2 separate regions of the Sus scrofa genome follow, and region 2 is linked to region 1. The links are chromatin contacts, called in public Hi-C maps. All regions are on one chromosome and are shown on one strand. Each heading gives the region's core, a stretch centred on a gene start, on an enhancer-like site or on the middle of the called end of the contact. The rest is flanking DNA. Distances are from core to core; before and after follow the strand shown. Region 1 holds the start of POLR2B (DNA-directed RNA polymerase II subunit RPB2). Region 2 overlaps IGFBP7 (insulin like growth factor binding protein 7).

Region 1 (7,421 bases), core at 2,450-4,949:
TATTTCTAAAGTCAGTGGGAGTCAGAGTCTTGTAATGATCAAGTGTGTGTGGCTGGCTGTGCACACTGGGGGGGAGGGAGTTGTGGAGGGGAAGAGTGCAGGAAACCAAACTGATGTTAGGAGAGAAAAGCTGAAAAAAGATACCAAGGAGAAGGTGATAATGCAGTTAAAGCCGCCACAGCTCAACAGCCTGTACCAGTCTGCAAGGTGGGGCCAGATTTGAGGGGAAATGCCTCTACTACTAACAATGGCCAGGTCTTTACTGGATTTCTCCAAGCACGTACTATCTTGATTTTCCAAAGAGTAGCCTTGCCTCTAAAGGGCCTCTGCATTCTGAAATGAGCAAGTGGTCTCTCCCCACAAACGTGGCCAGTCACAGAGAGCAGTAGTTCAGGCTGTTCAACAAAAAAATTTAATATGGACCCAACAAGAGTTTCCCTATAGAATATGCTTACCTACTACATAACCATGCTTTTTTAAGAGATTAAGTTGATTTTGTTCTTGCTGACTAAGATCTTCTTCTGCTTCAACTGCATCTCTTTTAAGCCTTTTTTGCCTTTGAAACATTCTGTAAGGAGTTGGGTTGCAAATAGGAAACTTTAGAAGGTTTAATGTAGTACCTGAAACAGCAAAGAATAAATATGTTGTTATAAACATCATACAAGAAAACAGAAGAAACAATTTATGAGGGTGTACCCCACCTTGTGTACTGTGATTACTTCTATTCATTTTCATGACAACCCTCTCCAAAATTATCTTTACTTTACATATGAGAAAGCAGGCTCAGAGATTGGCTAACAGGATCAGCCAGGATTTGAATCCCACATCTACAGGCCTAATCTTTTTCCATCTTCTACATTCTACTAACTAGTGTAAAAGTACTTCTGTGTATCAATCAACCAGCGTACAGGATAGAGAAGTACAGCTTATCAAGCAAAGTTAAATCCTAGTTTCAAAGTAACAAGTAGTTCATTTTGCCAACTGCTAGATACAAACAGGGTCACACAAGGATCCATTTTGCAAGGACTACAGACATCTCCCCCAAATCACACAGTTGACATTTTCCTCAACAAAGCCACACATCACGTTGCATTAGTGAATTATTCAGATATTAAATGTGCACAGTGTACAGATCTCCTGAATAAACTCAAGCAAGACCGGAGCAGAGGAGGGAGGTTTAGAAAGTAAAAGGATTAAACAGAGCAACATACAAAGAACTAAAGCTACGAGGGAAACCTCCGGGAGTACACGGGGCGTTGTCTTCGGGTTGGTCTACAGAGAGACCAGACCACAGACGTACTCCCCTATGTTTGTTGGAAAGTTAGTGCAACATATACCGAATTTCCAAGCGCTAAGCTGACAGGGAAGAGAAATAGGACCCAAGTAGGTAGGGGAGGTTTAAAGGGGAGGCTCCAGCCTCTGGTGGACATGAAGGAAGGAGTGCTAAGTGCTTAACCACCATCAGACCTCTCGCTTTTCGGAAAACCAAGGGGGTGGGCGGCGCCCTAAGTCTCACCAGGCCAAGCGGAGATGGTGGCCCTGTCGATAGCCTCAGCGCCCTTGGCGATGCAGTAATCGGACTCCAGGAGCGTGTTGAAGAGGGTGGACTTGCCAGCGTTGGTGGCGCCAACCAGGTAGACGTCGCCGCGGTAGCGCCAGGAGCGCTGGAGCGCGGAGATCAACTCTTCGACTCCGTAGCCAGTCTTGGCGCTGATGAGCCGCACGTCCCTAAGCACCGCGCGGGACTTGGCCGAGTGGTTCGCCTTCTCCGCCTGGTCCCGCGGCTGCTTCCGGCCGGGGTGTTGGGACCTCCGGGAGCCAGGGGGCGGCAGGAGCCCGACGCGGGCACAGTCGTCCCACAGTCGCTCCCGGATGCGCTGCCGGTATCCGGGGGCGTCCTGGGGCAGCAGGTCCACCTTGTTCCCCAGCACGATCAGCTGCTTGGGGCCCACGAGCGCGGGCAGGTGGCGCAGCAGGGCGTCGGGCAGATCCAGCAGGTCCACCATGTATAACACCAGGGCGGGCTCGGGCCGCCGCAGCGCGGCGCTCACGAGCTCCAGGTACTTCTCGGGACTCACCTGCAGGCGTAGGGCGCGCCGGTGGTGCACCAGCAACCAGCAGCGCTGGCACACCGTCCTCGCCAGCCCGCCGTCCGCCTGCGCCGCCGCGCGGAGGAACTTCTCGCTGGGCAGGTAGCCGGGCACGCCGGGGTCCTGGCAGTGCAGCTCCGCCCCGCATCCCGAACAGTTCAGGCCGCTGGGTGCCACCGTCGGGTCCGGGTGCCCCACGACCGGCTGCGCCCGCTGCACCCGCCGAGCGGCCCGGAGCTTCTGCTGGCGCCGCTCCTCCCGCCGCTGCTGCATCTGTCGTTCGTTCTCTTCTTGCCGCTGCTGCACCTCTCGTAGCTGGTCTTGGAGGGTCGGTGCGGGCTCCGGCTCCGGGATGTACTCGGGGAACAGAAAACTCTCCTCTAGGTCGGCCCTTCCTTCGCTGCCCCCAGTCGCAGTCCGGTACCGAGAACGCCCCCGGCCCAGGGCCCACGGGCGCTGGGATGAAAGGCTGGCCGCACATCTCCTCTCCAGGAGCGCGTCCTGGAGACCAAGGCGCGCGGCCGTGGGAGAGGCTCCCTGCAGGAAGCCGCACAGCAGCCTAGGAGCGAGGCGCGTGGGCAGCATGGAAACGCGGGCGCGGGCCAGGGGCGGGCCACCGGTTTGCCAGGAGCGCGTCCCGGAGACCAAGGCGCCTGGCCGTGGGAGAGCCACCTCGCAGGAGGCCGCACAGCAGCCTAGGAGCGAGGCGCGCGGGCGGCATGGGCACGTGGGCGCGGGCCAAGCGCAGGCCACGGGTTTGCACGCGCACTGCGGCCCCAGCTGCTTGGTAAACCGGAAAAAGCCTGGGACGACCAGAGAGCTGTCATTGGTCAGCGTCGCCCTTCGGCTCCTCCTCCCGATCGCATCTCGTGAGATCTCGCGATGAAGCCGCTGAGGCCCGAGAACCCACCTAAGGCGGAGCTAAAGGCACGGGAGGTCCGGGCTCGGCGGGGTTGGCTAGGTCAGCCAGCGAGTGAGGCTTTGGTCGGGCTTCGGCTGCTGCCTGCAGCTCAGAAATCGCACTTTTTTTTTTTTTTTTTTTTGGTCTTTTTACCATTAGGTTCCCAGGCTAGGGGTTGAATCGGAGCTGTAGCTGCCGGCCTACGCCAGGGCCACAGCAACGCCAGATCCGAGCCGCGTCTGGGACCTACACCACAGCTCACGACAATGCTGGATCCTTAACCCAATGAGCGAGGCCAGGGATCGAACCTGCAACCTCATGGTTCCTAGTCAGATTCGTTAACCACTGAGCCACGACGGGAACTCCAGAAATCGCACTTTTTAAACTTTAACAAAGCTGAGGTATAGTTGATGTACAGAGTAGTCATTTTTCAAAACTTTTTTTAAAGTTTTTGCAACTGAAAAAATAAAGCACAACTACATCCTTTTATTAACAAATCTTATTGTCTCCAGGGGCTACTATTTGTGCAACAACATTGCAAAACAAGACTTCATTCGGTAGCTGTGACGCGGCCCCGCGGGGCAGCCACAGAAGAGTCAACCCCCAAACTGCGCATGTGTAGCACTAACCTTTCGCAGGCCTTAGCCTACTTTCGCGCAGGCGCAAACCTTACGGCGGCTTCTTTGTGGGCGGGGTTTCGCGGGAGCCGCAGGATATTCTGGGAGCGCCGGAAACGGAAATCACTTTGCCTGGCGCTGCGGCCGGGGGGAGCCTGCTGGCGGTGGCTGCTGGCGGTGTCCTGCGTTTCACTTCGAGGATTGGGAGCTCCGGGGTCGTGTGCCAACATGTATGACGCGGACGAGGGTAGGTGACCCTTTAGAACACTGCGCGGCGAACCGTCGGAGGGGGGAAACGTGGGAGCCGGGCGAGTCGAGGGTTTGAGGCCTTCTTCCCCGCCCGCCGCGCGGGGTCCCCAGGCGTTTTCCCCTCCATCCCCGGGCCGGGGACGAACTAGGAGGGTGGACCGGCGGGGAGCGCAGCATTTATAACGTTTGTTGTCTCCACTGGCTGCTTCTGGAAAAGTGACACCCCCATCCGTCCGTATTGAAATAGCAGGCGGCTTCTGCGACCAGTACCGGTGTTTGGGGTTCATCTGAAGCAAAGGGCTCCTCGACTTCCCTTAACGTCAGAGATAGTGGATTTATTGAATAGTCGAATGTTTGAACGTCAGCTTGTGCTGGGCGATGTGCTAGGCTCTGCAAATACAGCCGGTGCAGAGAATACAGGGTGGGAGGGGGGATTGGGCTTGTTTGGCGTCCTTCACTCTGCTTTCCGCTTAAGTAAATTATCTTGAGAGATGACTTTTTTACTCAACAGGGCTAATATATACTCATTTTCTTTTTACATATAGCATCTTTAGTGTGTACCGCTTTTTCGTTATATGTATGTGTGTATGTACATATATGTATTTTTTTCTCTCTTTTTTGGCGGCCCCACGGCATTTGGAGTACCCAGGCCAGGGCTCAGATCCAAGCTGCAGCTAACGAACTAAGCCACGCCTGTGGAAACATTGGATCTTTAATTCACTGTGCTGGACTGGGGATCCAACCTGTGTTCCAGTGCTCCCAAGACGCCTCCAATTCGTTAGGCTACGGTGGGAACTCCTCTAATGCTTCCTCTTCCATTCTCCACAGCTATTGTTTCAAACTTCATTTTCTTCTAGCTCCCAATCTCGTTGACACTCCTCATATTTCTCCTTATTCCCTCAGAGAAAGTTGAAGCAAAAAATTAAACTCTACCGTTTAAGCTTCTGTTTCATTTTTATTCTGCATTTAGAAATTTATTAGCATCATTGTATTCTTTTTTCTTAACTGCTATCTCAGAAAAAAAATTCCGAAAAATATATACCTTTTTCTTTTTAGGACCGAAGCTGTGGCATATGGAAGTTCCCTGGGCTGGGGTTGAATTGAGTTGCAGCTGCTGGCCTACAGCACAACAATGCCAGATCCTAGCTGCATTTGCAACCTATGCCACAGCTTCTGGCAGTGCTGGATCCTCGATGGCCAGGCATTGAACTCACAGCTGCTCTGTTGGGTTCTTAACCCATTGAGCCATGATGGGAACTCCTCAGAAAAGTGTTTTTAGCTAAATTTTTTTTTTTTTCCTGGCCAGCCCAAGGCATGTGCAAGTTCCTGGGCCAGGGATCTAACCTGTGCCACAGCAGTAACTAGAGCCACTTCAGTGACAACATAGGATTCTTAATACCCTGGGCCACCAGGGGACTCCATTAGCTTAATTTTTTGAGTAGGTAATATGTTCTCATTTCTCAAAAATGTTAATTAAGGTCTTATTCTTGTCCAGTGTCTGTCCCTTGTAAGCTTTCCTCACAGTAGCTAACTGGTTTGTTTAGATTTTTGTCTCTAGATGCTTTATGCATTTGCAGGCAAATAGAGAAGGGATTCTCTTCTTCCCTTTTTACAATTAAAAAGTAACATTCACAATTTTCTGCGCTTTTTTTTGACTGCACGTGTGACATGCAGAAGTTCCTATGCCAGGGATCAGACCTCTGCCACAGCAGTGACAACACAGTGTCAGGTCCTTAACCTGATGAGCCACAACAAAAAGTCCCTGCACTTATAAAATTTTGATATATATGCTAGAGGATTTTCATATCAGTACATAGCCAGCATCTTAAACACTTTTATTACTCTCTAATGCCAGATTTTGTGCTTTGGCTACATTGGCCTTTTATTCCTTGAATGTCTTTCACTGTGGAGTTTTGTGTGCACGTCTTTTCTGTTTGGAGTACTTCTTTCTCCTCCCGTCCCACACCCACTCTCTCCTTCTGCCTGGTTTACTCCTGTTTAGTCACACGTGAGGTCTCTCCTAACCTCCTTAGGTCCTGTTTGGGACTGCCCATATTACTTTGTTCTTCCTCTTAATTGACTTTATGTTGTCTTTACCTCCCTAGTAAGTGACAGTTTTTGGGGACACAGCCATGCTTTGTCTTGTTGAAGGTGATGCCTCCAATGCCTGGGACATAGGAAACAGTCATAGTCAATGAGTGTCTGATGAGTGGACGAATGACCAAATGTCTCCCTCACAGATTCCCTTTCCTTCACATGACTCTAAAGGGTTTTGGGGTTTTTTTGCTGTTTTTTTTTTTTTTTTTTTTTTTTTTTTTTTTCTTTTTGCCATTCTTGGGCTGCTCCCAAGGCATATGGAGATTCCCAGGCTAGGGCTTGAATTGGAGCTGTAGCTGCCGACCTACACCACAGCCACAGTAACACGGGATCTGATCCATGTCTGAAACCTACACCATGGCAATGCCGGATCCTCAACCCATTGAGCAAGGCCAGGGATCGAACCCAAAACCTCATGGTTCCTAGTTGGATTGTTAACCACTGAGCCACAACGGGAACTCCCTAAAGGGGTGTTTCTTAACAGCCTGCCTTCAGCCTGCCTTCTTGTAAACTCTACATTCTCTCAACCACTGGTTAATGGTTCTGGACTCATAGTAACTTGTTTATTTATTTTTAATTTTTTTTAATATGGATAGAAATTTCCTTTATTCTTTCTTTACCCCCGTTCCTTATGAACAAATAAAGAACTGTCTACAGCACAAAGGATGGTCTATTTTATTTTCAAAAGTAGTATGCAAAATATATACTTACAAATTCTAACCACATGATTACAAAGCATTACTTTAATAATTCTTTAGCATATGCCAAAAGCGCAATTAGCTAAAAAGACAAAATGTTTTATTTTAAAACATTGGAAAAACATTAAAAGACAAATGTCCATTATATAACCAAGAATGTTAAGTATTTGGAAACTGTCAATCTTCTAAAATGTGGTAGGCACTTCCAGAGGGCTAAATATTGCAAATTATCCTACCATACGTCTTCTTTAATACCAAAAATACTTGATATGATGAAAGAAGACACATCTAATTACTCAAAGTCACCAAGTTAGGGTTCAACTTAATTACAAGCAAAAGTTTTGTCCAAGATGTTCCTGACACATGAAGCTTCCAGCTGAATTTCAGAAATGTTAACAAAAGTATTTTCCTTTTTTGCCTGTGAATGTTTGAGTACTGCTGTATTGTTGGCTTATATCCACTACAGACACTGGTTCTAGGCCAGCCGAAGGGTCTTCAAGCATTGAAGGCTTGAAATACCTTTCCAACTCATTAGACATTCTCTTTTCTCTACCACGCCCTGATCCAAATGGCGTAGATGTCCTTGGAGAACCCTCATAGAGGATCCAGAGTAATCCACGTAAAGGGATTCTTAGTACCATGGCTGCCATACAGTAAGAGCTCGGCAAATGCTGGATAGTGTTACCTGGGGATGGGTCTGCTGTGGCCCTGGGGAGTAGCCGAATTGCTTCTGGGACCCCGAGGGGGGACCTGGAGTAATTGCCAGGGT
Region 2 (7,421 bases), core at 1,397-3,896, 73 kb after region 1:
AGACACCTCGGATCCTGCTGCACCATAGTGGGAACCCCCATAGGAGCTCTCCTGTGGTGCAGCAGATTAAGGAGTCAGTCAGCGTTGTCTCTGCTGTGGCAGAGGTTCGATTCCTGTCCCCAGAACTTCCACATGTTGCGGGCATGGACAAAAAGAGACATCGAAACCCTTACTATTTGCTCCTTGCAACCCGACCTCGTACTTGATGATGTCTGATTCTTCCCCTAACCCGTAAAGGTCCAGCACGAGATGGGAGGATGTGAACAATGGGGTCTGACTTCAGGCCAAGGGTCCCCCCACAGGTGATTCTGGTCCATGGGGGCTGGGGCATTCTCAGAGGAACCCAGCATCAGCTAAAGTAAATCCACGAAGTATTTCAGACCAAGCCCAGATGTACAGGGAAGGGCTCACCCCAGGAGCCATGGTGGCTGAGCTAACCTGGGCTGCGTGGGCAGCGTTGCCCAGGGAGGTGAGCATATCATGAGCTGGAACATGCAACTGCCATCATAACCCCAGCCTGATCCATGGCCACCAAGTTCAATTAGCAGGCTACACTTTGGTTTGGTTTGAGTGTACGGAAAAACTGACTTTATTCAGGGCACCTTTAAGAAGGGAGACTCCCCAGTTACATATCTTGTTCTCACGCCAGCAGAGCCTTACAAACATTTCCCCCACGTTCCATGGGCCTGTGCTATCTGGACTAGGACTCACCTTAAACCCAAAGTGTTAAAATGTTGGGTCACTTTTTCCTATTCTGCAAGCACACAACTGGGGGGGGGGGGTGTGCGGGGGTGGGGGGAGTGTTTCCACCAGGGGCACTTATTGCACTGATTTTGGGCTTCCTGGAAATCCCCGAGTGAGCTCCTGAGACACTCCATCCTTGAGCTCCTGCTCCCCCACATGCACCCAGGGCTTGAAATTCTCAGGTGTTGGAAGTGTCCCCTGGTCTCAGCTGCGAGCTACGAGGAGAAGCTCACCCATCTGCTGAGCTTAGTCCCTTAACAGGACTTGCAGTCTGGCCAGTTCCACAGAACGGCATTGTTACTGAACCCTGGGTGTGAGGGACAGCCAAGTGGCCTTCGGCTCCAGGGGGCTGGGCTTGCTCAGCCTGTGCCTGGAACATTTCTGAAAGCTGAAGTCTGCAGCCTGAGTCCCCGGGAGGCCAGGAAAGACCTGCCATGGGGCCAACCTCTGCTACCCCGCATGCACTGGGCAGCACGGGCTCCAGGCAGCGTGCTCCCCAGGGGCTTTAGTGTCAGAGAACCAGCCAGGCCCTGCACTCCACTATCCATGGAGGAGATGAGCTGTAGGGCCCCAGGAGACCAGGCCAGGTGGACTGCTCCCAAGCCACCTGTGGAACTGCCAGTGCAGGGTCAGCCTTTCAGATGAGGTGTTGTCAAACAGAAAGTGTTCAGTCTCTGGAAGGTGATGGGGTTGGGAAGCCTTTGGCAGAGGGACGTCCACAGAAACAAGAGGCTCTAGGAGGGACAGTGTCTGGAAGGCTGCTGTGCGCCATGCGGAGTGGGGGCCCAGCACCCAGGCGGGGCTGCACCTCCAGAGTTGCCTGTGGGTCTAGTAAGGTTGGGGAGGTGGAAGTTGAAGCTGGAAATTATTCTCAACTCCCCAGGGAGAACCAGTCACTGGAATCATGGCTTCAGAGCCTGAGATGTTCCGATGGTGAGAAAGACACAGAGGTGGAAAATAAGAGAGAAGGAGAAATGAGGCTCCCGGGTGTTGCCGGGTCTGGGGCAGGGGGACCCTGGGAGGTGCTAGCACTGAGCAGGAGGTACCCAGCTGGGGTGAGCAGCAAGGGGTGGAGAAACCCACCAACAACACTTCCTGATGGCCACCATCAGGCATTGGCCCCTGGGGAGCGCGGGGAGGGTCTGACTCTCCCTCATCCGTCAGCAGGTCAGCAGCCCTGCGGTGCCAGCTCCCAGACTCAACAGTTTTCCTTCTGGGCGCTTTTCTGTTGCTCAAAAGCACAGCATCTGGTCCACGCCCCGCCTGCCTTCAGAATCCAACCAGAAATGGGGTGCCACGGTCCAGCCTGTGTCCAGTAAAGTCCCCTCGATCTGCACCCCTCGCCTCAGGGCCTCTCTGCTGAGACACGTGTGACTGGGCTTTGAGGCCCGCCGCCGGATGAGCTACGAGGGGACCCAGGGCGGGGCGGGCCCAGCTCGAGCTGGCATCCTCCCGGGTACGCCTCTGCCTCGGGCGGGCGCCGTCACTCACTCGGAGGTTATGGTCGCGTCCCTGGCAGATAGTCCAGACATTAATCAGCGGCGCAGAACGGCCCCCTGTTCTCGCTCAGGGTTCTCCCTCCTTTGTGTGCCCTCTGGCTATTTCCTGTCCTCTGGGATCTCAGGGACCGAAAGCGCTAGGCTGTTCCCCTTGGTTTAGCTCTGCTGTGTGAGCCTTCCTCCCAGCAGACGAGAGCGCTGTTGGTCCGCAGCTTGCATTTCCAGCCTGCTTAGGCTCAGGCTGGCACAGCCCCTGCTCCCACCCTGTGGCTAATCCTTGTCCGTGTCTGGTCTGCTTATTGCCTTGGCTGCTCTGTGAACACAAGGAGCGGGATGTGGGTGCAAAGGGCCGGCTGAGCTTGGAAGGGCTGGACCCTTGGAGAGGCTCAGACTCGCCAAGTAACTCTGCTCAGAAAATCGGGGAAATGGGCGTGTCCCTCCGATCTGCGGAGGAGGGGACTTCCGGGGAACCCGGGACCAGGCAGAAGGGTTTTGCTCTTTTCAGGGGTGAGGCAAGTCGAGCTCGCTCTCATCACCCTGATGGGTGTGAGCTCTGAGAAACAGGATCAGGTGAAGCAAAGCTCTTCCACCGAGTGGAGAGCAGGTCATGTGGGCCCTGGGGCAGGAGACAATCTTGCGCTCTTACTTGTACTGATCTGATCACAGAGCTTTACTGTGACACACTGATTATTTTTAGGCCCTGATTATTTTTCTATAATTAGCGGTTCTTTCCTTCTTTTTGAGTTTGTTTTCTTTGAGTTGTTTTTTTTTTTTTGGCCACACCTGAAGCACCTGGAAGTTCTTGGGTCAGGGATGAAACCTGAGTCACCTCAGTGACAAGGTCGGAGCCTTAACCCACTCACTGCACCACAAGAGAGCTCCTCCTTGAGTTAATTTCTTTTACAACACAGGAAAAAACCCAAACGAGGGGTTTTCATGGTTTCCATAGGAGACTGGGTTTAAAGGTGACACTGCTGCATCTCTATGAGGGCTGGGGGCAGCAGCCACATACAAAGTCTGCTAGGAAAGTCCCCCCACTAACACACACACACACACACACACCTGGGTGGCCCTCAGCTCCAGCCTTGGACATTTTATCCTTCTCTTTAACCTTGGACATTTTACTTCTCTTTAAGGAAACTAATTTCCTCACAGAGCAGCAGCTGGGGTTTTAGACTTGGCGTCTCTTCAGAGTAGCCATGCATAAAAGAAGGAAACTCATTCTTTATAAACTTGGAGAAGAAAATGTCCTCGATTTTCCTGAAATTGACTTGGGAGCTGTGGTTTACACATCCTGAGCCGCGCTCTTGGTATATTCTCAGGGAATTGCCAGCGACAGTGTGACCCCTTCAGGAAGCTGGGGGCTTCAAAGGTGAGGCCTGTACACAAGGGGGCGGACACCTGCTCTGCCTGTAAAGAGGAGGAAACGTGGAAAAGGACCACGGCCTCTGAGCCTGTAAATCAGCTGCATCGACACCTAAGGAAAAGAAACTCAAGAGATAAAGCAAGCAAGGTCCTGGGAGACGCTTGGCGAGGTCTTGATCTCAGGAGCGGAGATCAGCTCATTTATACACAGTTCTGAGTAGTTTTTTTTTTTTTTTAAATAAGCAAAAGCATTTGAACCTACACAACAATAATGCAGAGTAACAGGTACTCCACAGAGTCAGCACCTGACAGACAGTGCTTTCCCGATGTCCCAGGGCATGTTCAGAAGGGGACTAAAGGACGGATCTTTCTGGAACATAGTGATCATGGAAAAACTGAGCTGGTGAGAGCTTTAATTCCTATAATAAGGGGGGGATCCAAAGAAAAATGTCATCTACTTATTAATAATCATCCCCTGTAATTAGAGCACCAGCTTCTCCTTCTGCCTACATGAATTTATTCTTTTTTTTTTTTTGGTCTTTTTAGGGCTGCACCTGTGGCATTTGGAGGTTCCCAGGCTAGGGGTCAAATCAGAGCTGTAGCTGCTGGCCTACACCACAGCCACAGCAACACGGGATCCGAGCTGCATCTGCAACCTACACCACAGCTCATGGCAACGCCGGATCCTTATCCCACCGAGCAAGGCCAGGGATCAAACCCATGTCCTCATGGATACTAGTTGGGTTCATTATTGCTGAGCCATGACAGGAACTCCCAAGTTGAATTTACTCATTAAGGGAAAAATCCTCATGGAAAAAGGTATAAAAGTTGAGAAAGACTGACAATGACACTAACTACACTGAATTTCAGCACTGCACTAAGCAGGTCAAAACACAGAGTGGATGAATTCACTCAGGTCCTCCATGAACTGAGGCTGTGGGTGATGTGAGGGACGGAAAGACGATGGGCTCAGATTCCATCTGGTACAGAGTGAAAATCCATGAAGTGAAAATAAATATATAAGTATTTAAGCAATTATAATATGGACGGCGTGGGACTGGTCCCGTGATATAAATTTTTAAAAAAAACATTCTATGTCAGAACTGAATTTGTGGAAGAGGAAAAGGGCTTTCAAAGTTGAAGAAAATTCCAGCCTGCTCGGGGATCAGCCTGCTCAAAGAGGTGAGACGTCACTTCATATTGGTGTTAGGCTTTATGCCCCACAAAGAGTTTTCTTTTTTGTTTTTGTTGTTTTTTTTTTTTTTTTTCAGGGTTTTTTTTGGTCTTTTAGGGTTGCACCCATGGCATATGGAAGTTCCCATGCTAGGGGTGGAATTGGACCTGCAGCTGCTGGCCTGCACCACAGCCACAGCAACACCAGATCCGAGCTGCAACTGAGACCTACACCACAGATCATGGCAACACCAGATCCTTAACCCACTGAGCAGGGCCAGGGATCAAGCCCACATCCTCATGGATTCTAGTCAGGTTCGTTACCACTGAGCCACCATGGAACTCCACACAGCCCACAAACAGTTTTCTATCCATTACTTCATTCTGATTTTCCCCACAATCTTGGGGGCTGAGACCATCATTTCACAGATGAGGAAACTGAGGCTCAGTGTCCTGTGCTAAGCCACCGGCCCGGGAGTGGTGTGCCCGGGACAGAAATCCACGAGTTCTGAGTCCTCACCCAGAGCTTTCCCTGGGATCCCGGGCCACCTCACTGCACAACTCAGTACCTCTGAGGGGTCCCGTCTTGCTTTGTTTGGATGGGGAGTGAGGCATCTGGAGAGAAGAAGGATAAGAAATCTTCAAAACTGGAGGCCAGACAGATTGCAGACGTCTTCAGTGTCAAGCCAAGGAGATTAGTTAGTTACACAAGTTATCACAAAGAAAAGAAAAACAGGAGAAAATACCACACAGTCCTGAGAATCATAAACAGAGGTCACGGCTCACCACTCACCCTCCGGCCTGAAATGCTTCGGAGGTACTTTCTGAGTGGTTCTGGGTATGTGGTTTGGACTTGCAACCCAAATAGGTTAGAATTATCCTATTGGACAATGCTGACAGGTGTTAGCCCTCCTGTGACCTCATGATGTGAGTCCTACTGCATCTTAGAATAAAACAATCTGGAACTCTAGCCCTTTTCATTAGGTTTTAATGGATTCAATGTGAAAAATCAGTATTTGAAAATATGCTTCATGTTTTGTTTTGCCAGTCATTAAGAAGATGCCATTTTCTTTTTTTTTTTTTTTTTAATCTTTTTGCCTTTTCTAGGGCCGCTCCCGTGGCATATGGAGGTTCCCAGGCTAGGGGTCCAATCGGAGGTGTAGCCGCTGGCCTACGCCAGAGCCACAGCAACACAGGATCCGAGCTGCATCTGCGACCTACACCACAGCTCATGGCAACACTGGCTCCTTAACCCACTGAGCAAGGCCAGGGATTGAACCTGCAACTTCATGGTTCTTAGTCAGTTTCATTAACCACTGCGCCACGAGGGGAACTCCAGAAGATACCGTTGTCTTAGAAAGAACCTTCTATATAGGCAGGAATCCTATAAAAACGTTCAAAGTCAGTGTTAACAGCAAACATTCCTGGGCAGGGCCAACCAATCCTTATATTTGTGAAAATGTTTCCTCTTTGGGATTAGATAGGTTTCAGATATACATCTTCATCTTAAGAAAAACCTCAACTGCCAAAAAGAGGCGAAGGGTCCTAATGAATACATTTACCTTACGATAAACCTGGAGTAACAAGATGTGGCCCCGGGCCATGCCACCTCATTCCGTCTCGTCCCTCCTGAACTCTGAGCTTCGAGCTGATGAACTTCTATTTCCTCAAATGTGTCCACTGCCCTGGCCCCTGCACACACCGTTCCTTTTCTGGACCCATCTCCCCACTTCCCATCCCCCATCTCTGCCTGCTTAGCCATGGAAACTTCTGGATCTCAGATTAGTTATCTGGAATCTCCCTTGACCCGCCCCCCTCCTCCCTGTCCCTCCCACACAGATGGGGCACCTCCCTCCTGGCTCTCTGAAAGCCCATGCACGCTCACCGCAATCTTTCTCCAGGCGCTTAAGTGACCTATGCCAGCAATACCAGATCCTTTAACCCACTGCACCCAGCCGGGGACTGAACCTGCGCCTCCGCAGTTCAACTGAGCCGCTGCAGTTGAATTCTTAACCCACGGCACCTCGGCAGGAACTCTGCTAGAACTGCTTGGATCCGGAGTTTGCACCTGGGCACATTTTCGCACTTGGGCAGAGATTCTGATTACTGTGGCTATTTAACAACTGGTCCTCAGTGGTTCACAGGCACAAACAGGCCAGTGTTTAGCTTATGTTCCTGACCAGACGAAGTAAATGGCCAGAATTGCTGATTCTGAACTTTTACACTTATATTAACATAGATCACATGGTAAAAATCTATACAAAAGTAGCAATCTCACTTTAAAATTTAGATAAAACGCAGGAGACAAAAGATAAGGCTGACTCTAGAGCAAAATGCTGCCTTATCAGTCAATTTATAAGATTTTAAAATTGGGAATCATGGGTCAGAATTTTAGTGGGAGAAACCAGAGTGTAGTTTGGGGCAACTATTTAAAAAGTGCGCTAGGGCAAGTCTGTGTTGACAAGCAGTAACATCATTTTGGAAAAGATGGGTTTAAAAGTAACAACCAGCAAAGCATAAACCCCAGTTCCCCAAAAACATTAAAAACATTTACATGAAAGTTTAAGTCATAAAAGGACAACTTCAAAGTCTGTTTCTAAATGTGACAAGAAGAACTGCTGATTCCACATACGGAGGAAA

What was found. A called contact is a pair of places that touch in the nucleus more often than the background predicts.
Region 2: a contact with region 1 is called in a Hi-C map of liver, with 2.2 times the contacts expected there. The contact joins the enhancer-like site here to the promoter of POLR2B in region 1. A contact is called at or near these places in 1 of 5 promoter capture datasets (fetal skeletal muscle), 3 of 47 Hi-C or Micro-C datasets (heart right ventricle, liver and skeletal muscle) and 1 of 2 datasets of contacts at active chromatin or transcription factors (skeletal muscle).

Annotation. Positions count from the first base shown.
Region 1 is chr8:56,229,031-56,236,451 of Sscrofa11.1, forward strand. It overlaps POLR2B (DNA-directed RNA polymerase II subunit RPB2), which reads left to right and starts at 3,700. Exons shown (of 25, transcript XM_003129037.5): 1 at 3,700-3,855. The coding sequence starts at 3,837. LOC100621115 (nitric oxide-associated protein 1-like) reads right to left here and starts at 3,152. Exons shown (of 7, transcript XR_002346682.1): 1 at 1,517-3,152; 2 at 456-620. It also overlaps the pseudogene LOC100620901.
Region 2 is chr8:56,302,880-56,310,300 of Sscrofa11.1, forward strand. All of the region lies in intron 1 of IGFBP7 (insulin like growth factor binding protein 7), which reads right to left. Among named protein-coding and RNA genes, the nearest start is that of IGFBP7, 51 kb to the right of the region's middle. Within about 2 kb of position 2,647, at least 40 of the 83 cell types and tissues checked have an H3K27ac peak or open chromatin away from gene starts, as enhancers often do. A contact at or near this core is called in liver and skeletal muscle, where this site is marked.